Regions from separate parts of the Gossypium arboreum genome. Here region 1 is linked to region 2. The links are chromatin contacts, called in public Hi-C maps. All regions are on one chromosome and are shown on one strand. Each heading gives the region's core, a stretch centred on a gene start, on an enhancer-like site or on the middle of the called end of the contact. The rest is flanking DNA. Distances are from core to core; before and after follow the strand shown. Region 1 holds the start of LOC108463856. Region 2 has its middle 4.0 kb from the start of LOC128286924.

Region 1 (3,378 bases), core at 587-3,086, 40 kb after region 2:
CAGAGTCCACATCCCAACGAGCATCTTTTCTTGTTGCAACGTCAATTGATAGTAAGTGATATCGTGCCATCGTGACCTAACATACTATTTTGGCGATGTCCCGATGTGGAATTGATGATGTCATGACGTCAATCCTATAACTATTTACAATTTGGTCATGTTTCGTACTCGGGTTGATAAAAGAGTTTTCATAAGCTCGATTAAGACTTAGAATTGATTTTTTTAATAATTTTAAATGTAATAAACTCTTGGTTACATGTATAAATGATTATATGTTGTTTGATTAACTGTAGTTGCTCCGACAACGAATGTAGAATCCTGACGCTCAGACCTGACGATCAAGTCGAGAAAAGGGTGTTACAATTCAAATAGATATTTATTGAATAATTGTGTTTATTGCTAAAAGATGTGACTATCAATTTGGATAGTTATATCTTTATGAAGAGACATGAGAACTCTTATAGGAGTCAAACTTTATTTGTTTGAACACCAAAATACATCAAAAGTTTCTTTCTATTCTCCTCCATTTTCTAATATTCTTAAATTGTTTTATAAAGAATTAATGCAAAAGTTCTTTATTGAAATTGATATTCTTGCCATGCTCTACTCAATACTCAGTGGACTATTTCCATTAGTATAAAATGTGGATAGTCATTAGACTTCATTGTATCCTCAAGGTTCTTTTGCCGGTAATTCTTTGTCACATCAAAATATAAGTGGGGACAAATAGAACATTAAATAAAATGACATTAGTATACATCTTGGAGCCTTCACTAATTTCTCATAAGTTTATTTCCATTAATTTCACTTATTATCCGTATTAAATTAAGACATCACCTAACTTGATTTAATAAAATTATTCGTAAAAAATTGAATCTATTAAATATTTTCATTTAATAAGTATAAAAATATTATTTAAACTAAAAACTTTAAAAATTAAAATGCATAATGCATTCAAATATTTAGATTCAAAATTGTTATTCTAAAAGTAAAACAAATTCAAATATCCATTATTTAAATATTTTGATACAAAGCTGAAGTAATGACAATAGGCAAAGAGTCGTAGGATTTTTTTCTAGAATGCTCAAAATATCACAAATTGGTTGTTCACTTAGTTGAAGACTCACCATAGTGAGCCAAAATAGAATGAATAGGCCATATAACCAAACTGCATCTAACAAAGGCAATGCAAAAAGCTTAGCGAACGAAGTCGAGCCAAACCTTCAACGATAGACTAATTATATCTTTCTTTGTCTTTTTGGTCGACTGGAGCAAGGTGGCCTAAAAGAGTATATGAGGCGTCACGTATAGTTCCTTTATTACTTCTCTATCCTTTAAAGCTTACTTGTCTTGTAGACGATTCTTCTTTTTAGGTATTATTTATCTTGTAAGATAATAAATAAATGTAATGTACAGATGATAGGTACTTTGTTCTTGTTAAGAGAATGGCTCTTAGAGTTAAGCTTATAAGGTAAAAGGTTTATAATGTCTTGGTCAACAAAATTTTGATTTCATAGATGTCATTAATTAGCAAGATTGGTAAATTATAAGATGAGTTTCTAAGGCAAACTTGTTAGTTATAATTATAACAAAATCCAAATTCAGTAAAAAAAAAGAATTCAAATAATAAATATTTCAATATTAAAAAACTCATATAATAATATTATCGAAATCTACTATATTTATATTTATAAAAAAATAAATACCCAAATACGCAATGCTCATTTAAAATTATCACGTGGTGGCAAATATCACGCGCTGTTGAAGGCGGTATGATCTATCGCGCTATTCGGTTTCATACAGATGAATACGATGTCGTCACTCAATAAAAAAATGACGGTAAAGAGTACATGGCCGGTGTTTCCACGTCTTTTAGGCGTCAATGAATCTGGTTTTTTGCTTTCATCACCGACGAAACGATACCTTCGAGCAATAGCGACAAAATATGAAATACATTAAATAAATATTTATATTTCTTTTTTTAAAAATAGTATTTATATTTCCAAAGTAGCAGCAAAGTGCCATAATAAACAATTTCCTAATAATCAGGTATACGTTCTTTTTTCTTTTTTTTTTTTTAACTTAATTCCAAACACAATAACAAAAGAAAGGAAAACAAAAAAAATGGAGCTTAAACCTGGCTTATCAGCTCTGGTCACTGGCGGTGCTTCCGGGATTGGTAAAAACTTTCATAAGCTTATTGTTTCTTAATATTTTGTTGGAGATTGCAATATTTTTGGAGTTTTTTTTTTTAAAAATTTGGAATCTACAATTGAAATGAACTTCCGAGAAATCATGAACCGATTGCTTTTGATTTATTATGAACCGCTTAAACTTTAAGATTGTGAAATGGATAATGTAATTTATTTGAATTCCTGTTGAATTATGTGCTGGTGAAGCTTTGTTTATTTCAATTTATCCGGAGTTGTATTTAACGCATCTACAATTGAAATGAACTTCCGAGAATTCATAAACCGATTCCTTTGGTTTATTATGAATCGTTGAACTTTAAGATTGTTAAACAGATAATGTAATTGTTATTGAATTATGTGCAGGTAAAGCTTTGTTTATTTCAATTTATCAGGAGTTTTAATTATCGCATCTCTAATGGAAATAAACCTCAGAGAATTCATTAACCGGTTGCTTTGGTTTTGTTATGAATCTCTTGAACTTAAGATTGTGAAGCAGATGATGTAATTGATTCAGATTGTTCTCGAAATTATGTGCAGGTAAAGCTTTGTGCTTAGCTCTGGCTGCGAAAGGGATATTTGTGACAATTGTAGATTTCTCGGAAGAGAAAGGGAAGGAAGTTGCTTCTTTAGTTGAGATAGAGAATTCCAAATTCCATCAAAATTTAGGCTTTCCTTCTGCTATTTTTGTTAAATGCGACGTTACTAGCTTAAGTAAGTTTTCATAGGGTTTCTTTCATGTAGTTGTTTCAGATAATTACAATATATGTTTAAAAAACATTGCTTCTTATTTGATTAGGAGATTTAAATTTAGCATTTGAGAAGCATGTCTCAACATATGGAGGACTGGATATATGCATCAATAATGCTGGCATTGCTAATACAGCACTTTTCTGGAAGGATCAAACTGATGGCACTAAGACATGGAAACATACTATTAATGTCAATCTCGTTGCAGTTATTGATTGTACTCGCCTCGCGGTATTTCTTCAACTCTTTGTACTTTCTGCAATTTTGGTTTCCCACAGTCTCTAGGTACAGCAATGAATAATTTTCTCAATTCTTTGAACAGATTAAGAGTATGCAAGCTCTGCAAAAGCCTGGGGTGATAATCAATATGGGGTCCTCTGCAGGTCTTTACCCAATGTACATTGATCCCATCTACTCTGCCACAAAAGGTTTGCGGGTT
Region 2 (3,496 bases), core at 73-2,572:
AAACTTAAAATAATTCTAAAAATTTTAAGCTAATTGACAATTATAAAAGATAATAATTTGAGCTAATTAATACTTAAACATGAATTAAATATTTTCGATAATCAAATTAGATAATTTTATGAATAGTTAAATCAATATAATTTGCCAACATTCAAAAAGAAACTTAAATAATAGTAAAATTTCCTAAGTGCCAAGCATTATTTGGATATTTTATTTTATAATTAACGCAACTTTTACGTCCATTTTAAAGGTTATAATTTTTTTATATAATTTTAAACAAATAAAATAGCTGTAAAATAAGGAAAATTTACGGAAGCTTCTACGGTCAGTTTTCAATAAACTTTCATTTACGTATGTTTAATTTGTTAGGATAAGATAAAGCTGTAAAGGAATGCTATTATGTGAAAATGAAATATGGCTAGAATGGAATGAAATGAGTACAACAATAGTTAAGTTGAGTGGAATAGAATAGAGATGCAGTAATATTCTTATATTTGGTTCGAGGAAATAAGTGGTGTAATAGCATAAAAATAAATGCTCAAATGATAAAAATACTCATTTTAACAAAATTTCTTTTAAGTATTATCTAATACAAGTATTAATATTTAAACAAATTATTTAAAATTGATTATAATTAAAATAGAAAATTTCTTTAAAACCCAACTAATTATAAAATATTTTTAAAAAATCATAAAATATTTAAATATTAGTTTTACATATAAATTTCTACTATTATTTTAATATCAGAAAAAACCTTCATTACCTTTTTTTTAAAATCTTTCCACACTCTCTCTTATCCAGAACCTTCATCTTCTTTTTACAAAAAAAAAAAAGATAGGGTAAGAAAATTAGAAAAGGTTGAAAAATACATTATTTTTCAGTTTTAATAGGTCCACTGCTAGCCATTATATTCGCTGCCATCAGTTGGCGTCACGTTGAAAATTTTAGAAATTTCATCTCCTGATTTCCATCATGCTAGTTATTTCTCTTTCGTCTTTATCATCAACCTACTTTCTTCCTCTTTTAATGGTGTTTTCATGCTTGGAGATCAACAACCCAAAACTCAATTTTCTCATGTTTTTAAGTTTTTTTATCTTTCTTTTTTTTTTTTTTCTGATTTCTTTTTTGTTCATTCTATTTTTCTTAATTATTTAAACCTTCAAAGGTTGTTTTACCTGTTTGTGAGTTATTAATGGTGTTGAATTTTCTTTCTCCAAAGAACTCCTTGTATAAGGGTGTTTTGGTCAGAAAAAGGAAACGCCTATTACGGGAGGCATTGAATTATCCATTCGAAGGGGGAGGGCCTGAATGGCTATTCAACCCTCATTCCGTGGAATAGCATTCAATGAACCAAATAAAAGAATATTGACCAATTACAGCGAACCAAATATGCTGTTAGTGTTAAAAGAAAAGTACGAGATAATCCGATAAAAAATAAATGAAAATTATACAAGATAATACTAAAATATGAAATATAAAAATTACAAAGAAATATTTAAAATTATGAGTGAATATTAAAAATATGAGTGAGTGTAAAATATTGTTTCTTTCTTTATTTAATTTTAAATATTTGTAAATTTATTCATACAAATTACGAGGAGTGTCCAAAAGTCAGAGGAAGTACCAAATATTGGTTTTCTTAAAATTTTATTTATTTATTAATAATTTAATTTATCCTTAAAAATAAAAAAATTATATCATATAAAAAAATCAAATTTTGGCTCATCTCAACAAACTTTCTTATAACTAAACTATAAATTTGTAACAATTATGACCCTTATATGGTTATTTCTTTTAAACAAACTTTTCGATTAATCAAAATTAACACATGACAACTTTTGTTTGATAATAAAATTTTCAATTTAATATTAAATAATAATTTAAATTTAAGTTTTATTTAATATAATTTTTCATCTTCACCCTTCTCTACATACTCTTCCAAATTGATTATATATATATATACTCATTGTTTATATCTTTGGCAAGTTTGGTCATAGAATACAAACAAGGTAATCAAATTCCCAGAATGGAAAAGAAAACCATGACTTTATTTTTTCACATGCTCAGTTTCAACATCTTTGAATAGTTTGACACTTGGATAAGCATAAATTTAATACCCTCTCATCATAATAGATTTGATGATGGGTCGATACAAAATTTTAAGTTTGTTTTTAAAGTCTAGATTTGATTCGACTTGAAAAATAAATTTAAAATTTTGCTCAAACTCAACCTAAATTAAAATTGTTAAACCTAAATTTGACTCAACCTACTTGTATTAATTTTTTAGATTATTTTTATTATATAAAAATAAATTTAAAAATATAATATACCAAATATACTAAAAATATTAAAATAAATATTTTCAACAAATTAAAAATATATTAAAAAATCATTATACTTAAATAACGTGTGAAAAATAAAATAAAATAAAATAAAATAACACACAAATTTTACGTGAAAACCCTTTCGGGAAAAAACCATGGGCAGAGGAGAAGAAAATTCATTATGTCGAAAATTTGAATCCAATACAAAAAGAATAGACTATGTCTATTTATAGGCTTGTAAAGCCATATTCTAGTAGGATTGAAACACTTTATCCTAATCAATATAAAATAGATGGAGTTTAATAAGGTTTAAAAACCTTATTCTAAAATAAAATAAAAGAAGTCTAGTTTTATATGGATTTTACTTTTATTTTATTTTCCATCGTATTTTATTAAATAAGAATTCGGGTCACTTAATTCTAACAATCTCTACCTTGACACAAATTGTAACGCCCCAATTTTCGGGAATTCTGTGAATGTTGGCATAGGTTTAATTATGTTAGTGGGCCTCTAGAAAGCCCAAGCTTAATATAGAACCCGGCAATTTTAGTTAATTTTTGTTCCATAAGAAAAATGGGGTGAAATGATGAAATAGGACCTATGTGAAAATGTTTGAAAATGCTATAGGCTAAATTGAAGTGGCCAAATAAATAGGAGTGCAAAATAGGAGGATTTGCATGACAAACCTCCCATTTTACATGAAGTGGCCAACCATCATGTTGTTGTAGACAAAATGTACACTTGATATCCATAATTTATGGTACAAATTGATACAAATTGATAATAGGTTAGGTAAATGTTCCATGATAATGGGTTAGGTAAATGTTTCATGATAATAGGTTAGGTAAATGTTCCATGATAATGGGTTAGGTAAATGTTTCATGATAATGGGTTAGGTAAATGTTTCATGATAAGAATATCATGTCTTTTGTATTAAAGAATTAAATGGATGAAATATGAAGTTTTATTAAAAGAAAAAAAAGGGGTGAAAAGAACAAAGTTTTGTCCATCTTTGTTCATCATAGCTGAAAGTTAGAGAAGAGAAAGGAGAGGAGAAAGCTCTTGAGTATTCGGTCATTAGGAGGAGGAAAATTGAAGGTAAGTTCTTGGTACCTTGCTTCTATTTTGAGGTTCATGAGTTCTTCTTGATTCTACCTTAACTCTTGAAGTAT

What was found. A called contact is a pair of places that touch in the nucleus more often than the background predicts.
Region 1: a contact with region 2 is called in a Hi-C map of leaf, with 2.8 times the contacts expected there. The contact joins the promoter of LOC108463856 here to the enhancer-like site in region 2. A contact is called at or near these places in 4 of 5 Hi-C or Micro-C datasets (all in leaf).

The regions. Positions count from the first base shown.
Region 1 is chr13:8,100,977-8,104,354 of ASM2569848v2, forward strand. It overlaps LOC108463856, which reads left to right and starts at 1,837. Exons shown (of 18, transcript XM_017763820.2): 1 at 1,837-2,179; 2 at 2,730-2,903; 3 at 2,989-3,170; 4 at 3,262-3,367. The coding sequence starts at 2,125.
Region 2 is chr13:8,061,884-8,065,379 of ASM2569848v2, forward strand. No RefSeq gene overlaps it. Among protein-coding and RNA genes, the nearest start is that of LOC128286924, 4.0 kb to the left of the region's middle. Within about 2 kb of position 1,323, at least 1 of the 2 cell types and tissues checked has an H3K27ac peak or open chromatin away from gene starts, as enhancers often do. A contact at or near this core is called in leaf, where this site is marked.